Regions from separate parts of the Triticum aestivum genome. Here region 2 is linked to region 1. The links are chromatin contacts, called in public Hi-C maps. All regions are on one chromosome and are shown on one strand. The core of a region is the stretch at or near the end of the contact, and the rest is flanking DNA. Distances in the headings are between cores, read along the strand shown. Region 1 holds the start of LOC123159897 (serine/threonine-protein kinase RIPK). Region 2 holds the start of LOC123156351 (protein FIP1).

Region 1 (4,561 bases), core at 537-3,036:
TCTATTTTCAATTGGGCCTCTTTGATTTAAAAAAACGCTCAAAAGGATTTTTTAAGGATTCTAGCCCTTAAAAAATGCTCCTATATGGTTTGTTCGGTTTATAAAATTGCAATTCATATAAACTATTATTATGATTCATTTGTATTAGTTTTCATATGAAAATTTTAATTCACTCCAACCTCATTTGAAGAATTCTCTTATTTCCGCATGCACAATCAAACAACTATTCAACATGTGAGGCACTCTACTCCTGCCGTTTCTTCTTCTTCTATTTCTACGAATTCAATAAGCCTATGAATCAAAGTGTTTTAAGGGGTTAGGTTACTTGCTCGTGCAAAACTGAAACAGATTGTTCTGCACGTAAAGCACCTATAAAATTTTAAAACCGGCTGCTTTGCCTCTTGGACATCAACTGTCCAACTGAACAGCGAATCTAACAATATATAAATATGACAAACGAACAGAGCCAAACGCTGTGACGGAAAAACTGCAGGCGCGCCATTGACAAGAAAAAGGAGAGATCGATCAGCTAACCGGAGCAGGAGAGGACTGCAATTTCATACCGCCACCGAACGAAACATCGAACGAACCGTGCTGGGAATCGCAAGATCATCCGTTTGTCCTCATCCGCCCATATCTAAAGAACACGGACAAAAAAGACAGAATTAAACTAGTAAGGAACGGTTAACCAACTCCTCCTAATGATAAGCACAAACGACCACTCCTGCCATGCTATCCCATTCCCTCCGTGGAGAAAGCAAGTTTGAATGGATGGTTGGTGGGTCACCGTTAATTAAAAGGGAAGTCGCCATCATCCATGGATGATGCATCACCATTCACCAAAGCTTTAGCTAGGTCACCCCCTTTCATACCTTGATGCTTTGCTTTGCTTTCGCCCTCTATTAATTATTCGTCTGAAGCTGCTTTTGGCCACTAATTAACTGACTAACTAACCAAGCTTCTCGTATCCAGAAAAATGCGACCACCATGCCAAGGCTAGAATTTGAACTCTAGTGGGTTGGTTCCATCACAAGGAACCCTTATATTTTTCTGAATTTATTTCAGGCCATCCGGCGATGTTCGTTCGGTGAGAGGCTACATTTCGTCCACTGCGAAGGCGTCTGTGACAACTCCGTCAATCTCAAGATGGTATGCCGGCTCAGACTCTCTCAGAGCAAGTATAATAGGGTGACATAAGCAGGCTATAAGAAATAGAATAATATATCTTTACTTAGTTGGAGGAGAGAGAAGATGAGAGAGAAGAGAAGCTGGTTCTTGATTAGTAGCCTGCAGCAACACGAGACCAAAGACACTTTGTGACGATTTAAGGTGTGCCAACTATTGATAAACTAGTATATATTTAGAACTTACTATTGTACATGCCGGCTAAGAGGCTGACTGTAGATGACATGCCAACTTGTTATAGCTGACCGTTGCCTGTATTATTAACCATGCTCTTAAAGATGTTTATAGAAGTAGGATGTGCGTACATGCATTAATAAAGGTGAGTGTATGTGCATATGTATATGCATGAGCGTCTGTGTCTCTATTGTGTCATTAAAAACAAATAAGCTTCGTGCGTATGCATCACCAATGATCCTACAAGCTTTCTAATCACTAATTACACCACCTGCTCTATTTGGCTTGTTAAATTAATCAATCAAAAAAAGTTAATGAGACCCTTCTCCAACCCCACCCACCAGGAAGCCACACACACACACAGAGGACAGAGCGCCCACTCCGGCCTTTATATGCACGCGCCGCGCGCGCCATCTTCGTCTTGTCCTAGCACAGAAGTCGCAGACCACTCCCTCCCTCTATTGACTTCATCGGAGCAGCAGAGAAGAGCAGAGCAGAACAACAGAGCGCAAGAAAGGGTAAGCCATGGGGTTCAGGAAGGGCCTCCTGGCGTGCTTCGGGCCGGGCGGAGGAGACGAGGAGACGGAGCAGGAGGCGCGGGCGACGCCGGGGGCGCGGCGGCGGCGCACGGTGATGAACCTGCGGTCGCTGTCGCTGGAGGACCTGTCGCGGACGCTGGCCACCACCAGCCTGCACGCCTTCACCCTGGACGAGCTCAAGTCCGTCACCAAGAATTTCTCCACCGCCAACTTCCTCGGCGAGGGCGGCTTCGGCCCCGTCTACAAGGGGTGCGTCGCCGGCGGCCTCCGCCCAGGCCTCGCCGCGCAGCAGGTCGCCGTCAAGTACCTCGACCTCGACAGCGACGGCGTGCAGGGGCACCGCGAGTGGCTGGTACGTCCCGATTGATCCGCACCGCGCCCGCAAGATTTCCAATCAATCGCCAACCGCAGCTCGTTCTTTCTCTTAATCTAACCATGTGTGGTGTGTCTGGTCGAGCAGGCGGAGGTGGTGTATCTGGGGATGCTGAGCCACCCGCACCTGGTGAAGCTGCTGGGGTTCTGCAACCAGGACGACCACCGCATGCTCGTCTACGAGTACATGCCCCGGGGCAGCCTCGAGAACCACCTCTTCAACAGTAAGCGCTCAGTTCATCAACATGATTCTCAGTAATTTTTCCATTCTTATCTCTTGTTCGACGATCGATCGACTGGGTTGCTGATTGATTGGGCGTGTGATGGATGCAGATCCGCTGGCGCCGCTGCCATGGTCGACGCGGCTTAAGATCGCCGTGGGCGCGGCCAAGGGGCTGGCGTTCCTGCATGAGGCGGACACCCCCGTCATCTACCGCGACTTCAAGGCCTCCAACATCCTGCTCGACTCGGTGAGCTCCATTCCTGCTCATCCACCCGCTCGATCCGATCCAATCCATCTCTGTTCACCCCCCCCCCCCCCCCCCCCCCCCCGCTCGATCCGATCTCCCGATCCAATCCAAACCTGTACCACAACTGTACCAGACCACATCTGCGCCAGAATTCAATCTTGTCGAGCAAGTGGGTAGCAAGTCGCCGTCGACTTTGCTGTATTTTGATCAAGTTGCCTGAATTTTGTTATGGTTGCTGGTCGCCACGCCAGCTAGCCTCGCAGGCCGCACGTAGCGTCCGATCGTTCCGGGTCAAGGCCTCGCTCAATTTTAGAATTCAGAGAAACCAACACGCTCGTGCGAAAATTCAGATTTTGCATCGGCAACGCCCGACAAAATTAGCCAGCCGCAAATTTCTCTTTGTTTACTGGTGATTCTAGATGCCGGCTGTTGCACATAGTCTAAACCAATTTGTCTAGTTGGTCAGAAGCCCGCACAGTTCTTTAACCCCGAGCTGGTACAGTACGTGTACATCCCAACCACTATTATAATGCACAGACGGTACGCGCACAGCAGCGGCATTATTGAGGTCCAATGTGCAAATAGCCAAATACACAGTAGATTTCCTTAACATAATCATCTCGGTCTCACCATCATCTGTGCTGAAAGTTAGGAGTGTAATTCAGTTAAAAAAGAAGAAATTCAGAGTGTAATTCAGTTAAAAAAGAAGAAGTTCAGAGTGTAATTTGCTGACCTCGGTTTGATGATCTGGATTTGCAGGATTACGCAGCGAAGCTGTCGGACTTCGGGCTGGCCAAGGAGGGGCCGAAGGGGGACGACACGCACGTGACGACGCGGGTGATGGGCACGCACGGCTACGCGGCGCCGGAGTACATCCTCACGGGCCACCTCACGGCCAAGAGCGACGTGTACAGCTTCGGGGTGGTGCTCCTGGAGCTGCTCACGGGCCGGCGCTCCGTCGACAAGCGGCGGCGCGGGCGGGAGCAGAACCTCGTCGACTGGGCGCGCCCCTACCTGCGCCGCGCCGACGACCGGCTGCACCGCGTCATGGACCCCGGCATGGAGTCGCAGTACTCCACGCGGGCGGCGCGCGGCGCCGCGGCCGTGGCGCACTCCTGCCTGCAGAGCGTGCCCAAGGCGCGGCCCCGGATGCGCGACGTCGTGGACGCCCTCGAGCCGCTGCTCGCGCTCGACGACGACGTGCCCATGGGGCCCTTCGTGTTCACGGTCTGCGAGCCGGAGGCGGCGGCGGGCAAGGGGGACGGCGCCGGGGACGACGAGCCGGCGGCCGCGCAGGGCAAGTGGCACGTCAAGTCGGCCGTGCACGCGGACAGCCCGCTGCGCAAGGGTGACTGCTGGGTCACCAGCGCCGCCAAACGGCCGGAGAGCCCCCCGGGTGTGATCTGATCTGAGCAGGGAGGGACGGAGGAACTCCGGTGCATAGAGACGAGGGATTACGGTGTAAATAGTGACGATCTGTTCTTTGATTCTTTTCTTTCTCTTCTTCTTGGTGATGTTACTTCATTCTCTCAAGAACTTTTAGGGTGCAAATTTTGTATTTCAGTTTTGTTGCTGATATATGTACTACCAAGAGTAGTTCGGCTGATGCATACCTCCTGTGACCTGTATTATGAAAGTTTGAGGCAACCATACATGGTAAAATGTTCATGTGAATTCCAATGGACTAGTTTTGGGACTGTCTACAGGTCAATCAACTGAAAACATAATTTGGGTCAGTCGACTGACCCAAAGTTGTTTCAGTCGATTGAGTGGCGAAGCCACACGCTATAAGTGTGGCTTGACTACACAGGATTTTTTTTT
Region 2 (4,561 bases), core at 658-3,157, 65 kb before region 1:
AGGAAAAAAAAAAGCCAAAGTAAGCGTTATAATAAAACAAGGAATATAGCCTCTAGGGTCAAGCGGGTTTGTTACCCATTGTCAGAACCAGACTTGATTTCTGAGCGCAACAGCTCTCCAGCACTAAGATGTGTAAATCCGAAATGCTCCACAATATTGCTACATTGTGTACCTTTTCCACTTCCAGGACCACCTGTGGATTTGCATAAAATGAGGAACCATGAATGGTCAGCACCATAGGTACTGACAGCAAGCTCATTTTCCACTATGTAGAAGTTGGAGCCATCGTTACAGAATACAGAAGTTACCTAGAACAAATACAACTGCAACTTTCTTCCCACCCAAGATATTCGCAGTACCATCCTGCAATAGAAGCAATTCAATCGATCAAAGTAAGAATGTGAGGATTTAATCCAGGATTAACTTCACTGGTAACACTGAAAATGGAATCAAAATTAAATAGAACATTGAGATTGAAGGAACCTGCCTTACATATTAAAGAGCATGTATAACATAAGTGTCATGTACAGTTTTAAACTACAAAGCAATGGGATAAATAGATGAAGACTCAAAAGCAATCTAGGAATCCAGTAACAACTGCAAATTTTACCCTAATGTGAAAAACATACCTCCTGCTCGGCGACAGGCACTGAAGCATCCACGGCTGTGCTCATTGCTGCAAGCATTCCATGACTCAGTTTGAGCAAGCAATGGATAATAAACTTTGGATAGCTCAGCAGAAAAGAGGGAAAGTGTCAAGGCTCTACTCTACTGTAAACTGGCAGTGCAGCACAGCATAGCAAAATTAAATTAAATAGCTAGCAAGAAGGGTGATGAACTTGCAGTTTCCTTTATTTCCATGCTTTCAAGATTTGAAATGCTGAACAAATGAGGCCATAATTTTGCTTCAGCTACAGTAACAGTACATAGACAAACCATCTTGTCTCATTGTACCTACAGCTATTCATTTTTCATCATGATTTCCCCTTAGATTTCTTGATTCATAGTTCTGATTATAAATTGTGCACGCAAATGAGCCATCAACATTTCAAAACAGAAAAGTTGACATGCACAGTCCTGTAAGCCTATATACACTCTTTCTTCAGGGTTGTATTAGCCTACGCGTACGCGATACATTAGCATTTTATACATTAGCATTTTATACACAAATCATCGCTGTGCATAAAGTCACTCTTGACCACTTATATTTGGCATTACTTATACAAACCCTATGCCGCTCATTCCAAATATTGGATTTGCTGCTCTGTAACAAAGCACCGAACACAAGGCAACAAAAATGACAGCAACCACTCCTAGATGTGGCTAGTGGTACACAACCCTCTATTATTTGATTATTTCTTGGTCGGATCCACACCCTACGCTGCCATTGCCACGCGGCTCAGCGCAGGAGATCACTCCACCAGAACCTAACCAGTAAGCCACTTTAGGTCTCTGTTAGAGTATCTCACTATTTTGGGGAACCTTTTCCCCAACAAACAGAGCGAATTTTGTGGTTAAAAGCATCCATGAATCCATCAGGCAGACAGGCAAGCAGACCTAGCCATGGAGCTTATTTTGATCTACAGCTTACTCTATAGGCTAGAACAATCAAACCGGGATGAGAAGTGTGGCAGAGCAGAGAGAATAGGTTCGAGAAACACGCACCCTACTTGTCGAGCTGGGCGGGTCGCTAGAAGTGGGTCCAATCGGCGAGAGTGGTGCCAGATAGCAGCACCTGTCTAGGAGGAGGACGGAGAGGGAGGCGCGGCGGCGAAGGGAGGAGCGGAGGAGGTCGGCGGTGACGGCGACGGCGGCGGGAGGAACTTGGAAAGGACCCGGCTGAAAAAGTGACAGCCCTCGAGCCAGTTATGGCCAGCCAGGTGCCCTCACCAGACCGTCTCCCAGCTGTTGGATTGCGATCAAACGGTTGGCAAGGGCCAACGGGGGAACGGCTCCGCGGTGGAGAGGGCCCACCACGCCTCTCGCCGTTTTGCGCTGGCTTCCTCGGCGGCGCTGCACCGCTACCCCGCAGAGACGCTAGAGTCCGCGCTGGTCTAGCGTGGTCCAGGCGGCTGCTCGTCGGGCGACCATCTATCCGATCCGACTCCGAAGTGCTGGGAGGGGGCGCCGCGCTGACGGCTCCAGCCGCGGCGTCGGCGGGCGCAGGCGGCGGAGGAGATGGCGCACGAGCGGCGCGGCGCGGCGGCGTCGTCCGCGGCTGCGCACGACGCTGCAGGGGAAGCACTGTGAGTCTGTCGCCGCAACCCTTATTAGCTAAGACGCTCGCTCTAATCATGCTTGTGGCGGAGGAGTTCGATCTGACTTCAGAGATCCGCCCCCGTAATCGCGTCATGGTACTTGTGGAACATACCAGATCCCTGATCTGATCTTGTAGCCCCTCTTCGAGGGTGGAATCATATCATAATTTGCTGAAATCGTGGACAGCAACCTGCCTCTGCTCTGCTGCATGTTTTGCATATATGGTTTTAAAAGCTCTGTGTGAATTCGGTCAGTACGATTGGGGAGGAACTGAGGGCAGTCCGTGTGCAAAATGCTGTGTCATCATTTGGATACAAGCTTATATACTGCCTTTTCAGTGGGGCTATCTACTGTGATTCTAGTATAGAAATTAAATGCATCTAGATTATTTTTTTGCCCTACCATATATTTTGATTGGTTGTGTGCAAATCACAATTTTTGGAGTTTGGGACAGGACACTGTATCTATATGTAGATGCAGCTTTCATCTCTTTCTTTCTTAATTAATTGCCTCTCACCTCAGCTTCAATATATATGGCATAGTTTATTACTTTAGATACAGCCGATTGGTGGAGAATCGGGACTGCCATAAGATCGGTGTGGCATTGTGAGTTAGTTGCCCCCTCGGTGCAGAGTTTGATTTGTTTGGCTATTTCTTGACCCATTGGTGTGTGACGGAGGCACCAGTTGCATGTCCATGTAGCAAATCTGAGTTTAAGGTGGTCAACCACCTTGATAGTCTATGTGATTATTGCGATGATGCATGATATATGATTTGTTTTGATGTAAGTACATGAATATATGATTGTATCTTGTCTAAATCTAATAAGTAAACAAATAGAGGCAGTTTTAGATTTCCATTCTGTATCTTTCTTTTGTTGAGAAACACAATTACTTTGCATCGATGATATAAAAGAACGCTGTATGAACAATACTTAGATAAGGCACAACCCACAGCACACTCACACAATCACTAAAAAACGAGCTGTTGCATGAACAACAACATAGTCCGTAAAGAAGCTTTTTGAGGAAAAGAAACTGTAAATGTTCTTCATATAAGTCCACCTTTTATTGGTGGCCATTTGCGTTAACATTTCATCAAGAGAAGCAAATATGTAGTGATTTACTGAACAAAAAGATATTAGTCTCTATCATGTAGTTTCATTTTTTACCATTCAGGTTTGATAATTGCAGTGATCACACAGGGTTCTGCAGTGGTCCTGATTTTTCTGTGTTTTGTTGTTTTCCATGCACAACAGTTTTGCAACGCAATGACAGTGCTGTCATGTTTCATACAGGCTCTTATTTTCCATCATAGTTTAGTGTTCTCTCTTTTGTTGACGTTAACCTTAGTTGTCCTTATACTTGGTACATTTCATAGTGCAATTGCAATGAACATACGCCTCACGATATTTTTCCTGAATGTGTTTATGTTTCTTAAAAACTCTTCCAATCATGTCTTACTTTTTTATTAGAGTCTTTGCTTTCTCAAGCCGCAGCAGCAGGATTTATCCTTTTCCATTTTGTGTGTGTTTGCTTCGTCTGCATTTTACGTATGCCAGTATGCCACTATATCAGGGGTGCCTAGTTTTCTGAATACAAACATCACTAGTATGAGAATAAACATAAATAGCAGCACTAAGTATTATATGATATGCATTTAATTCATTTCTTCTTATGTTGATCTGTTGTTGCAATCTGATTTCCTCCTTTCCTACCATTTCTCCAGATTTGTTGATGTAGTACATGAAGCCCCTCTGTCTGGTCAGCGGCAGCCTCGAAGCATAGTTGGTGGCACTCTGTACTGTATCTTATTGGCAAGTGAATATTTGCTAGGTTTTCCATTATTTTATTAATAGTTGTAGACCATGTTATCTTTTCTTATTTTGCTGGAGAGACCTTTGAAACATGTTTTTACTTCATCTTACTTTATATTTAGCCAGGAGAATATGTATCTTATGTCTGCTAGTCCCTTTCACTCCTTTAATTGTGCTGTTGTTTTTCCTTTCTCCCTTGCAGTTTCTGGCAGCTGTGATTAACTTCTTCTTCTTCTCTAGGCAGGTTATGCTGGTGTTGTCATAGCAGCTCCATGGATATTTGTTCTTATACCAGACATGATCCTTCCGTTGCTATGCAGCTGCAATGTTCTGCTTCTAATTATTACAGGTTCTTGTTTAATTTACTGGTTATCTATACTGGTAGATTTTCTCTAACAGAAATTTGCTGCAGGTATATTCCAACAATATTGGGTCCATCAGGTCACAAAAGTGCGACTACAGGTACGCCACGAAAGAAAAGAAAGA

The links. A called contact is a pair of places that touch in the nucleus more often than the background predicts.
Region 2: a contact with region 1 is called in a Hi-C map of leaf, with 4 times the contacts expected there. The contact joins the promoter of LOC123156351 here to the promoter of LOC123159897 in region 1. A contact is called at or near these places in 1 of 5 Hi-C or Micro-C datasets (leaf) and 1 of 1 datasets of contacts at active chromatin or transcription factors (leaf).

The regions. Positions count from the first base shown.
Region 1 is chr7B:77,220,792-77,225,352 of IWGSC CS RefSeq v2.1, reverse strand. LOC123159897 (serine/threonine-protein kinase RIPK) reads left to right here and starts at 1,786. Exons shown (of 4, transcript XM_044577704.1): 1 at 1,786-2,250; 2 at 2,359-2,494; 3 at 2,604-2,740; 4 at 3,500-4,420. The coding sequence starts at 1,885. The coding sequence ends at 4,147.
Region 2 is chr7B:77,286,066-77,290,626 of IWGSC CS RefSeq v2.1, reverse strand. LOC123156351 (protein FIP1) reads left to right here and starts at 1,907. Exons shown (of 14, transcript XM_044574481.1): 1 at 1,907-2,246; 2 at 3,988-4,075; 3 at 4,316-4,424; 4 at 4,488-4,537. The coding sequence starts at 2,179. It overlaps LOC123156352 (UMP-CMP kinase 4), which reads right to left and starts at 1,858. Exons shown (of 10, transcript XM_044574483.1): 1 at 1,666-1,858; 2 at 630-676; 3 at 309-363; 4 at 76-193. The coding sequence starts at 674.